Regions from separate parts of the Mus musculus genome. Here regions 2 and 3 are each linked to region 1. The links are chromatin contacts, called in public HiChIP or PLAC-seq maps. All regions are on one chromosome and are shown on one strand. Each heading gives the region's core, a stretch centred on a gene start, on an enhancer-like site or on the middle of the called end of the contact. The rest is flanking DNA. Distances are from core to core; before and after follow the strand shown.

The links. HiChIP or PLAC-seq counts read pairs in DNA pulled down with a chosen protein or histone mark.
Region 2: a FOXA1 HiChIP or PLAC-seq map of pancreatic cancer cells shows a contact between it and region 1. The contact joins two enhancer-like sites. A contact is called at or near these places in 3 of 15 datasets of contacts at CTCF or cohesin (embryonic stem cells, large pre-B cells and pro-B cells), 22 of 484 Hi-C or Micro-C datasets (CD4 T cells, the G1E-ER4 cell line, the N1E-115 cell line and 12 more), 9 of 115 datasets of contacts at active chromatin or transcription factors (astrocytes, embryonic basal ganglia, embryonic stem cells and 2 more) and 3 of 9 other capture datasets (adipose tissue, embryonic stem cells and liver).
Region 3: a FOXA1 HiChIP or PLAC-seq map of pancreatic cancer cells shows a contact between it and region 1. The contact joins two enhancer-like sites. A contact is called at or near these places in 1 of 484 Hi-C or Micro-C datasets (CD8 T cells), 1 of 115 datasets of contacts at active chromatin or transcription factors (pancreatic cancer cells) and 1 of 9 other capture datasets (adipose tissue).

The regions. Positions count from the first base shown.
Region 1 is chr11:52,339,700-52,343,600 of GRCm38.p6, forward strand. No RefSeq gene overlaps it. Among named protein-coding and RNA genes, the nearest start is that of Gm51894, 17 kb to the right of the region's middle. Within about 2 kb of position 1,617, at least 73 of the 459 cell types and tissues checked have an H3K27ac peak or open chromatin away from gene starts, as enhancers often do. A contact at or near this core is called in the N1E-115 cell line, Th17 cells, embryonic fibroblasts and 4 more, where this site is marked.
Region 2 is chr11:51,830,696-51,834,596 of GRCm38.p6, forward strand. Jade2 (jade family PHD finger 2) reads right to left here. Exons shown (of 13, transcript NM_001357588.2): 6 at 558-718. Among named protein-coding and RNA genes, the nearest start is that of Gm30110, 23 kb to the right of the region's middle. Within about 2 kb of position 1,961, at least 123 of the 459 cell types and tissues checked have an H3K27ac peak or open chromatin away from gene starts, as enhancers often do. A contact at or near this core is called in the N1E-115 cell line, Th17 cells, embryonic fibroblasts and 4 more, where this site is marked.
Region 3 is chr11:51,938,956-51,942,856 of GRCm38.p6, forward strand. No RefSeq gene overlaps it. Among named protein-coding and RNA genes, the nearest start is that of Gm26061, 23 kb to the right of the region's middle. Within about 2 kb of position 1,851, at least 75 of the 459 cell types and tissues checked have an H3K27ac peak or open chromatin away from gene starts, as enhancers often do. A contact at or near this core is called in pancreatic cancer cells, where this site is marked.

The DNA.
Region 1 (3,901 bases), core at 367-2,866:
GCTGCCGTTGGTGGGGGCCGTTGGCGCACACCTGTGCCATGTAAGCTGAGCAAGGGTGGGAAGGAACAGAGTTCCCGTGCAGATGTCCCGCCAGCAAGAGGGGGTGACCTTGAAGCTTAGGTTCCAAAGTGCAACTCAAGTTGATCCTAGAGCAGACCCCCAGGAGGGAAGGGGAGACTGGGTGGGATCCAGAAGAGCGCCTGCCGTGCAGTGCTTTAGAAAGGCACCGTCTGCTCAGCTTTTTCTTTCTTATTTTATCTTACACGTTATTATTGTGTTAGGAAGCACGCCTACTATGGGGACATGTGCGGAGGTCAGAGGACAGCTCTGTGGAGTTGGTTCTCTCCTTCCACTTTTTATGATCTCGGGGACCAAACTTCAGTCACCAGACCTGGGCAGCAATCGCCTTTAGCCGCTGAGCCATCTTGCAGACCCCTGCTTCAGCATTATCATCTCTGAAATGGGCTAATGAAGATACCTCCCTCTGGGGATGCAGGGAGGATTGGATGAGATTGGGAGCCACTGCTTTGCTCAGTTCCTAAGGACTAAAAAATGGTGGCCTTTAACAAAAGCCTACCCATCCCCATCATGAGTGCGCCATCAGAATGAGAATGAGGAGCTGTTGGCAGCGAAAGTCCTCATTCTATAGTCACCTCCCACCAGGCAATTGAATCCTGCTCTGAGTGAGTTAGTTCCTGGCCCTGGTGTGGTCCAAAGCTGAGCTGCTCCTAGTCTGGCTTGTTGTGTGTCCTTGAGTAGTTGCTCTGCCTTTCTGAACCCCGGCGGCCTCATCCACTCTAGCATAACTGCCTGTGAAGAACAAATAAGATGGTGCATCTAAAACTATCAGGCGAGACCAGGAATCAGCCGGGAGCTACAATGGTTCAGGCTTTGGAATATCACTCTATAGGCTGTCTGCCGGCCACCACCCTTCAGACTGCCACTCACAGGTGCCCGTGAAGGCTGCCGAGAGGCAGTCCCCATCAGCCTGTCTCCTACACCCACACACTCTGTGTGGAGACCACAGGCGCCCAAAGGGTATGCTAGTCTCTGCTCTACCGCGTACCCTCTCCTGAAGGCAGGCATTTCAGAGATTCCAGTTTCACCAGGAAGCTCAGATCCAACAGGTCAGTTGGACAGGACCTGACTGCACACCCTGGAGACAGCCCGTGCTAGATGGGCCAAGCCTGTCCCTTGGGGCAGGACATCTAGCCTGGGCCTGTGAACTAAGGGATGGAGATAAATTTGCACTAGGGGCTTGCATCAACTTAATCCATTCCCACCCATGTAAGGAATTCTGGAGCCACTGAATGAGAAGCCTGGCCCTACCTGGGCCTAGTTATCCTCAAAGAAACGCTACCCAGCGTGAGTGGCGGTGGCCATGGCTCCGGCCCCTCAAAGCGGTGAGCAGACAGCCTTGCTGCTGAGTGTCCCCCTCCCCCGCCCTGCCCTGACTCATCCAGAAAGCACGTGGCCACAAGAGACTCTGTCCTTTGCCTTGGGTTTCTGCTCCCCACTCAAACAACCTTGTTTTCAAGTGAAAACCCACAGAGCGCTCTCCCCGGCTCTGATCCTCCAAACAAACAAAGGATGTTGGTCTGTGTTTTGGTTTGTTTTGAAGCTGCAGAAGAGAGAGGGAAATGGGTCACCTCAGGAACTCCAAGGGTGGTGGCTGAGGGGTGTGTGGTGGCCTTGGGGGGGGGGGTGGTGCCTAGCTCCAGAGCACTGTTTGGCAAGGTCACCCTGGGTGGGCCCTAATCCTCAGGGAATGACCCCCCCAGGATGCTCTGACCTGGGTGGGGGTCCTTATGGGGCTCCAGGATAGGACCACATGGGGAAGGCAGCCGGCTGGGGTCCTAGGCAAGACTCAGAGATCCTTTGCCAGGTGATCAAGCAAAGCTTGTCTTTCTCTGAAATTCAGTTTCCAGGCTACCAGGCTCAGCCCTGACCCCAGCTGCGGGAACCTGGGGCCACTGGGGACACACTGTCAGGCCTGAGGCCGGCTTCCTGCTTCTTTCCGATACTCTGCAGAGGCCCCCACAGTACCTAGGACCCAGGTTTTATGGCTGTGCCCTTTTGGGGTCTGTGGCTGTTCCTCCAAAGTGCTTTAACCTCTTCCCTTCTTGCCCATGTGGCAATCCGGATGGCAGCCAGCCCCTGAGGGATTTGTTTTTTGAGGCGAGGTCTCAAGGAACCAGGATTAGCCTGAATCTCACTGTGTAGCCAAAGATGAACTATACAGTCTGATCGTTCCGTTCCCACCTCCCAAGTGCTGGCAACACTGGCGTGGACCACCACACCCTGGTAAACAGCACTGGGGTTTGAACCCAGAGCTTTGTGCGTGTTAGGCAAACACTCTACCAACAGCTGCATCTCCAGCCATTTGTTAGTTTTACCATAGGTCTTACACGTAGCCCAGGGTGGCCTTGAACTCATGGGGATCCTCCTGCCTCAGCCTCCCCAGTATTAGTGTTAGGCATAAGTCTGCCCAATGGTTCATGCTCAGCTCAAGTCAGTGTTTTGGCGTGTGTGTGTGTGTGTGTGTGTGTGTGTGTGTGTGTGTGTGTGTCCTTAATTCTTATTGTGAAAGAGACATAGCTCGTTTGGGCAAGATACACAGCCTTGTTTTGCACATTATATAGAGAGGCTCCCAGGCCTCCCTGCTGAGTCCTTGGCCAGTTAAAGTAAAGCAGGCAGAAGCCTCCTGAGGACCCATTTCTCACTTTGGAGATGTCATAGTGAACTCTGGGTGCTGCCGTCAGAGAAGACATCTCATTGATGAGCAAAAGATAATATGGAGAGCCCAACCTGGGCCTTTTTGGGGGTTCCCCTGGCACTGGAAGGGCTGTGATGACACCATTTGCTTTCCCCCTGGCTGTCGTAGGTGTGTGGGCAGGTGCTTTGGGAGGAGGGGGCTCTGCAGCACATCCGCCCACCCCACTGATTCCACAGGAGCAGAATTGAAAACACCCCTGAGTGGACATCTTGGTAAAGCCACGAGTGAACAGCGAGTGGGGGCGTACACCTGTAATCCCAACACTTGGGAGGTAGAGGCAGAGGCAGGTGCTTCTCTGTGAGTTGGAGGCCAGCCTGGTCTACAGAGTGAGTCCCAGGACAGCTAGGACTACCCAGAGAAACACTGTTTCAAAAAACAAAAACAAAAACAAAAACAAAAGCAAAAAGTCACAAGTGGAGCCAACCAGGTGTCTATGGTGCACAGCTGTAATCCCAAAACTTGGGAGATAGAGGCAGTCGGATCAGGAATTCAAAATCAGGAGGTCAGCGTGCAATACACGAGACACTAACTCATAAAAAGCCAAATAGGATGACGGGATGTCAGCAAGAAAAGGGGCTTGTCCCACAAGCCTGGTGACCCGTGTTCCATCCCCCCAAACCATGCAAAGGTGGGAGGGGAAAATTGACTTTAGAAATTCCTCCGTCTTCCGCAGGAGTTCTCCATGCCCCCTCCTCCTCCCCTCCCTCTCCCTCTCCTCCCCTCCCCCCCCCATAGTAGTTATAAAATTCTTAAAAAGCTAAACAAACAAACAACCCACCTCAGTGGCCAGAGGCTAGTGAGGACTCCCAGGTTCACCCTCTCTCTTACCGTTTGGGCACCAGGAAGAAGAAATCCCTTCTCTTTGGTCATCTTCTAGCGCCACCTGGTGGCCAACTTTTCAAATAGCAACGGCGCTTTCAATAGACTTGGTCAGAGGGAGCTTCAACAAATGCAGTCAAGGCAAAAATGGTCTTTGGGGCAAGGGCCAGCTATGGTAGCGCTTCCCCCAGATGATTTCAACATGAGCCAGGGTGGAGAGTCGCTATGATACCATAGGTAGGTTTTTTGTTTCTCTAAACACCAGCAAGGAAGGGTGAGTGCGATGGATGGGAGACACCCCAGGCG
Region 2 (3,901 bases), core at 711-3,210, 510 kb before region 1:
ATCAGTGGTGTCAAGGGGAAGGCTCCATCCATCCATTTACAATGGTGATCTGGGCTTCAGCTCCATCAGGGACAACAGACCCACCCAATCCCACAGGTTCCTGCCCATCAGGGCCACCTCATTGTCTAGAGTCTGCCATTACCACTCACACACATGTGTATACGATGTAGGGTGTGTCTGGGATACAGCTGGATCCATGAGGAATCTCCTGCTTGCATGCACTGTGTGGGTATCAACTATGTGCACACACAGATAACGGCTAAGCTGGTCTTTTCTGGGACATATCAATAGGCTTCATCTGAGAGATCCATGCCCATTAGCCCGATGCTTACGAATTATTCACATGACATCGAGTCCCGTGAATTACACGGTATTTTTCACCTCTACCTGACAGCTGTAGATACTTGGGAGGCAGAGGCAAGGAATCCCACACCTGTCGGTAAGGCTGTTGGGATGTGCCCCAGTCACAGCCACCGGGGGTATAGATACTGGAGGGGCCCGGAGGAAGATCCTCCCTGACATCTGCAACCAGGTGCCTGGTGAAGAGCGTCACCTACCCATCTCCTTGAGCTCCGAGTTGAGAAGTTCCAACCAGTACGCATCGATCTCATCCAGGTCGTAGCGGCTGCCTCCTGGCCAGTCAGGATGGGCACCCTCACCAAGTGTGGGGCTATCTGGGGACATCTGCGTGGGGGGGCCTTTCAGTGGTGGGAGGAGCCTGGGAAACAGAATGGTAGTGATAAAGAGAGAGGCCTTAGCTTGTCCTCCTCGGGCTGCCCAGCTGAAGAACTGGTTGCCCAAGGGTAAGATGGGTGTGAGATGCTGATGCCCGACCACGCCCATCCCCTCATATCCACCTCCATTCCCATTTCTTTCCTTGTTACCAGTCTGCCTTACAGACTCTATTAACTGTGGATCTTCAGGAACAGTACGTCCTAAGGGCTGTAAGGCAGAGTGAGGACCATGTGGGAATGACATGGGACCCTGGTTCACCACAGTAGCATCTGCTTTGCCCAGTTGGGGATTATTCCCAACCTGGACCAGCCCTGCCTGGTCTGCAGGAGGTGTCCCAAGTGCCATTCTGGTTAATGCCCTGTGCCAGCTACTCAGGGACAAGTGAGACAGAGCCAGCTGGATTCTAGACCCTTTGGCAATACCCCTCCAGGCTAAGACCAAAGATTGATTGCATGGCTTCATAATCTCTGGCCCTTCCTCACCAACAGCCTACAGGTCTTGAGTTGAAGTCTGGCTGCTTTCCCCAGGTGTTTCAGCTCCATGGGACTCTACTATAGAACCCTGGAGCGGGCTTTCTGGATTAGAGGTGCATGGTCACTGAGACATGCTGGCCACACACCTTGAACCTCCCCATGAACCACACAGGCATGGTGTTTCTTACTGCTTCAGCTTGCCTCTCCAAACTTCCAAGCTCCAACACTGTCTCAGATCCCATGCCAGATCAGTTTTCCCTTGGGACCAGGAAACCTGCTGCAGGCACCAAAGCTCCACCCTTGAATGTCTGTTCCCTCCAGTCCCCAGGAATACTACTAACATAATCTACCATAGGCATTTGGTGAGAGGATGGCAGGGATTAACAAAGAAAGCTCTTAGCCAAAGTGCTAGGCAGGTGGTGGTGGTGGAGGTGGTAGGCTGACTCTGTGTGTGTGTGTGTGTGTGTGTGTGTGTGTGTGTGTGTGTGTGTGTGTGTGTGAAGACTGCTAGATGTCAATCACCTTTCTACCCCCCCCGAAGTGGAAAATAAGGGGCACTTTGCCTCAGGTGGGTGGGGTCCTCCACACATCTGTGTGCTACCCGTCAGATTCTGAGGCCAGTTCAAAATGCCAGGCCTTCCCATACCCACTGGTTGCCATGGTTATTGTCTGGAGCCTGGCCTCCATCTGGCCAGCCCTGCCAGGCCTGAGAGGCCCCACACTTGCCCAGGAGGCCTCCTGGGGTCGGAGCCAGGGCTTGCCAAGGGCTGTGACTCAGCTCAGCCTGAGCAGGGGAGGGAGGGTTCAAGATGGCACAAAGGGCAAGGGCTGAGCTTCAGGGAGGGCCCCTGGCTTCAGGAAATGCCCTGGTGTCAGAAAGGGGACAGGAAGGATGCTGGGTACAGGGAGCCAGGGGTATAAGCAGAGAGAAAAGACTGTAGGCTTGGAAGTCATGAGGACAATGAGAAGGGGTCAAAGGCTAAAGGTTAGTGCCACCACCCACATGAGAAGAGTCATAGGTAACAATGATGGCAGGACCCTCCTCCCACGCCAAGTAAACTATCTCAAACAGAAGCCAACACCAAAGCCCTCAGTACAACCAAATGCTGCCTTTCCCAAGAAACTGTCACTTCAAATGAGCGTCTCTTAAAAGCACAGCCTGTAATTTTGTCACAATCCAGCTTTGTGTGCCCTAAACATACACTTAGTCAAGCGTTTGAGCATCCCTGTCTGAACAGCCACCTACTGCCAAATACCAGTCACACCTGCTTGCTTCACTGGTGTGGCCTGGCTGTCCCTTTGGGGAGCCAGAGCTGAGGGACACACACCAGAAAGAGCACTTCTCCCAGGCGCGAACTGACCTGACCCTAAGCCAACACCTCTTCCTCAGACACAGCAGACAGAATGAGCTGGACAGTGTGGAAGGAAAGCTCCTTCAAGACCTACAGGGGAGAGCAGAGGCTATCCCAGAGATGTAGACAGACGCCAGAGGTTTCTTTTGCCATGGACCAAGTCTAAAGGGACAGTGCAAATCCTCAGGGGCAGATTTTAGACCATGAGGTAAGCACAAGTGCCCAAAGGCCATTTGAGGCAGAGGAGTTGGGCTGGCATGGTGTCTGGGGGAAGAGTAGTCAGAGTATGCCTAATACTCTTACCCTAGGCCTCACAGGGACAGCCCAGGGTTTGTTCCTGTGGTCTGTCATTTCCTGGCCCAGCGGCCTACTAGGCCCCATAGGAAATTCCCCTGAATTTCCTGACTTCCTCATCTATAAAGTGGGGACAGTATTGTGTACCCTACAAGAATGGTCCCTGAAGAATGGCGAGAGGCGCTCAGTATCCCTCATGGTAGCTGCTACAAAGGCTTCCAGGAGGCTGTGCAGTGGGGAGGCACCCAGATTGGTGGGAAGCTGGAAAACAGGGGTGTGACGACCCCCTGAGTTTTAAAGTCTGAAAGGACACATTTGCCCATCTCAGCACGTCTGCTCTCAGTACAGGGAGGCTCTGCATGTCTACCTCATGCCAGCCACGCCCAGCCATGAGGACCCTGTGCATGTACTCTGTTAGTAGAATGATTGCCCAGCACAGGAAAAAGCTCTGCGGTCTATCCCAGCACCACGTAAACGGGATGTGACGGTCATCCTTGGATACACACCAAGTTCAAAACCAGCCTGGGACACATTAAAAAAAAAAAAAAAAAAAAAAAAGATAGCTACGAAACAACTGAACCGGATGAAGGATGCTGGAACCTCAGGCGGCCAGACAGCATGGTTCCTCTCCACGTCATCCGATAAAGAACCCTATACATGGTCTTAATGAAGTCAAGCCACCAGGGGAGGGGCAACTGCAATCAGTTGTCATGCTGCACATAGTGACAACTTGGCCTGAGAATTCTCACTTAACCCTGACTCCTACACCGTCAGGTGACCACTGGTATGAATAGCGTGGCGTTTCACAGAGGAGCAGGCTGCTTCAGAGACAAGGTCAGGGCACAAAACCCAGTAGGATCTTGACCCATGTTACAGGCCCCAGAAGGGGATCCATCTGTCATCATCCATCTGTCTATTATCCATCTGTCCATCATCCATCTATTCATCGTCCATCTGTCCATCCACCCATCCTGATTGTCAAAGGGCCTCAGATCTGTCCCAGAGTACCTAAGTTGGACTGAGCCTTCCTAACCTGCAAGCCTAGCA
Region 3 (3,901 bases), core at 601-3,100, 400 kb before region 1:
TGAGCTACAGGAAGTGTGAGGTCAGAGATGTTTGGTCCTGTTTGGAGCTACTGAAATGCTCTTTTCTTTTGCAGATAGGAATGGAAGCAGAGCCTTGGGTAATTTAGGCAAATGTTCTACTACTAAACCTCCCCCCAAGCCCAAGCCAGGAGACCAGGCCTCTGGAGCCTGGGCTGGCCTGGAGCTCACTCTCTAACTGAGAATGGCCTACCTTGAGTTTCAGATCCTCCTGACTAGGAACATAAGCATAGGCTACTGTGTGTGTGTGTGTGTATGCTTGTGAGTGTGTATGTGTGAGTGAGTGTGTGTGTTTGCATGTGATATATGCATATGCATGCATGCGTGTGTGGATTTGGGCGCGTGCATACCACGGCACACCTGTGGAGGTGCCAGCACAGTCTTGGGTATTCGTTAGCCCTTCCTTTCCGTGTTTGAGACATGCGGGTCTTTTGTTCCCCTTTGCATACTCACCCTTGCTGGCCTGGGAAGCTGTGCAGACTCTTCTTTCCTCCCTTGAGACAGGGTTTCTCTGTGCAGCCCTTGCCACCTGGTCTGGGGAATCCTCTGTCGCTCCCTCACATCTCACTGTAGGAGCACTGGGATCAAATGGCCATGCTACTACTGTAACTGCGGGCGGGCGGGGTGAAGATTCTAGGAATCCGAGCTCAAGTCCTCATGTTTGCACAGCAAGTGTTTGATCCACTGAGCCATCTCTCCAGCAGATTTTTAAAATTGCATTTGTATTTACTTACTTGTTCTGTGCCTGTGCACTCATGCATGTACCTACACACATGCCTCTCGAAGCGCATGTCCTTTCTGTCTCTCTGCTTCCTATTTACATTGGATCACCGTCACTCTAAACTTCTAACTGTATACAACTGCAAGTGCCTTTAACAGGTTGTCTTCTCAGCTATCCTCCTGCCCACGGCATGGGGAACCCTCAGCGTTTCTAAGAGGATGGCCAGTTTACTTATTTATTTACTTTTACATCTGTAGCTGTGTACATTCCTGCATCTGCCTGCATTCCTCGTACTTGGGCAGCAGAAACAAGAGAGTAAGGAGCCGGAGGCCAGTCTAAACTATGTTGTAAAGCCCTGTCTCCAAAACAACTGGGGTGTAGCTTAGGTAGAGTGCTTGCCTAGTGCACACAAAGTCCTGGGCTCCATTCCCTAGCACTGCCTAAAACCGGGCACGGAGAGTGTGCCTGTACTTCCAACACTTTAAAGGCAGGAGTGTCAGAAGTCCAAGGCCATCTTCTGATATAGAGTGAGTTCCAGGCCATCCTAGGATACATGAGACCTTGTCTTAAAAGCTAAGAACAAGAGATTAAGGAGATGGTTTTATGGGTAAGAGGATGTGCCCTTCAATCATGGGGACCTGGGTTTGACTCTTCAGCACCCTTGAAGAAAGCTGGTTATGGCTCTACAGGGAAGCAGAGACTGATTCTGAGAGACCCTGTCTCAAGGCACGACAACCAGGTCTAAAATCTTGTGAATTTTTAAGGGAAAAGTGTACCAAATAGGCAAAACTACATCTTGATAATGTGCTCCAACTCAGCCAAGGCAGTCCCAGGAGGCTGCTTGCCGTCTGGGGAGAGGTTCCGGAGCTGTCCACTGACAGTAAGCCTGCTGAATGAGCTACCGTGATGCCAGGAATTCCTCACTGCTCAGTACTGGCCTCCGCAGCTCAGCCCAGCGTGGGGAACACCCCACGGAGGATCACACAGGAGTGGGAATATGATTCCACCTGCCCCTCCTCCTCTTGAAAGGCATCCTGCTCTGAACAGCTTGCAGCTGAACCGAAGAATCACTGCCAAGCCACTGCTTGCACAACAGCACACTTCCGAGGAGGTACACCAAATATTTGTTGACTGAGTTGTGTCTTCCTTCTGACTTACATGATAGTCCAGATATGCGCTGGCATCTGCGCTCGCGGGTGGGTCATCGGCTGGGAATGGCTCCAAGCACTTCCTTTTCCTCAGTCTTCCTTAACCAACCTACAAGGTTGTTTATTTTGGTTTGTAAGGATAGAGATACACTAAGTCACGGGTGGTGGTGCCATTTTTCATCCTAGCACTTAGGAAGCTGAGGCAGGTGAATATCTGTGACTTCAGCCTGGTCTACATAACAAGATCCAGGCCAGCTAGGCTGACATAGGGTGATAGAGAGACCTAGTTTAAAAAAAGAAAGTTGAAACCTTCCTTCGAGAACTTTCTTCATTAGACAAGCTGATAAGCTTTTTGTCTCTGCTGTTTGATTTGACTTGTTATATTTATTTATATTTTGATTTTTAAAAGTTTTTTTTGTTTTTTGTTTTTGTTTGTTTGTTTTTTGAGACAGGGTTTCTCTGTATAGCCCTGGCTGTCCTGGAACTCACTTTGTAGACCAGGCTGGCCTCGAACTCAGAAATCTGCCTGCCTCTGCCTCCCAAGTGCTGGGATTAAAGGCATGCGCCACCATGCCCCGCTGATTTTTAAAAGATTTTATTTTTATGTGTTCTGCCTGCATGTATGTCTGTATACCACTTGTATGCCTAGTACTACAAGAGATCAGAAGAGAGTGTGAGATTCCCCTGGAACTAGAGTTACAGACTATTGTGTGAGCTGCCACGTGTATTCTGGGAGTTAAATCTGGGTCCTCTGGAAGAGCAGCTGGTACTCCTAGCCACTAGGCCATCTCTCCAGCTCCTTGTTTTATTTTTAAATTAATTTTAAAACATATTTATTTATTTTATGTATATGAGTACACTGTAGCTGTCATCAGACACACCAGAAGAAGGCCCCAGATGGTCGTGAGCTACCATGTGGTTGCTGGGAATTGAACTCAGGACCTCTGGAAGAGCAGTCAGTGCTCTTAACCGCTGAGCCATCTCTCTAGTCCCTTAAATTAATTTTTAAAAGAGATTTTCATTTGGTTTTTAGGTATGAGTATATATCTGTCTGTGTGTGGTTTTGTGTACTTGTGTGCAGGTGCCGACCTGTGTGCAGGTGCCGACCTGTGTGCAGGTGCCCACCTGTGTGCAGGTGCCGACCTGTGTGCAGGTGCCGACCTGTGTGCAGGTGCCGACCTGTGTGCAGGTGCCGACCTGTGTGCAGGTGCCGACCTGTGTGCAGGTGCCCACCTGTGTGCAGGTGCCGACCTGTGTGCAGGTGCCGACCTGTGTGCAGGTGCCGACCTGTGTGCAGGTGCCCACCTGTGTGCAGGTGCCGACCTGTGTGCAGGTGCCCACCTGTGTGCAGGTGCCGACCTGTGTGCAGGTGCCCAAGGAGGCCAGAACAGACATGGGATTCTCTGGAGCTGGACTCACCGTTGTGAACGGCCAATGTGGGTGCTGGGAACCAAACTCAGGTCCTCTGAGAGGGCAGCAAACATTCTTAAGAGCTGAACTATCTCCTAGCGACATCCCTCTCTCTGTTTTTGATGACTAGGTCTCATGTAGCCTAGGCTGGCCTCCTAGTTAAGGGTGATCTTTGAACTTCTGATCCTCCTGTTTCTTGATGTCCATGTCCACTTTGTGCGGGGCTTCATGATAGCTAAGAATCCTACCAACCATATCCCCAACCCCTCCGCTGTTTTCCTTGTGGGTAGCAACTTGAGAAGTTAGCTCTACCCACAGCAGTGAGACCATCCACAGCCCCAGACTCCTCTCTCCACCTTTGTGTCTTGCAGCCCCTACCCACATTTGGAATCTCTGAACGTAGATACTTTGTTCCCAAACTCCTCCTGGTCAAAGCAGACAGGAAAGAAAGAAGGTATGGGCCCAGAGCTTCCCCTTGCTGGCCTGTTCTCTCTGCTGGCATGAGGCCAGATCCCTGCTGCAATGGCCCACCAAGCACAGAGCCTCCATCACCTCCTAAGTCGGGGAACGGTGCTCCAGAGAGGAATGAGCTTTTTCCTGCCAA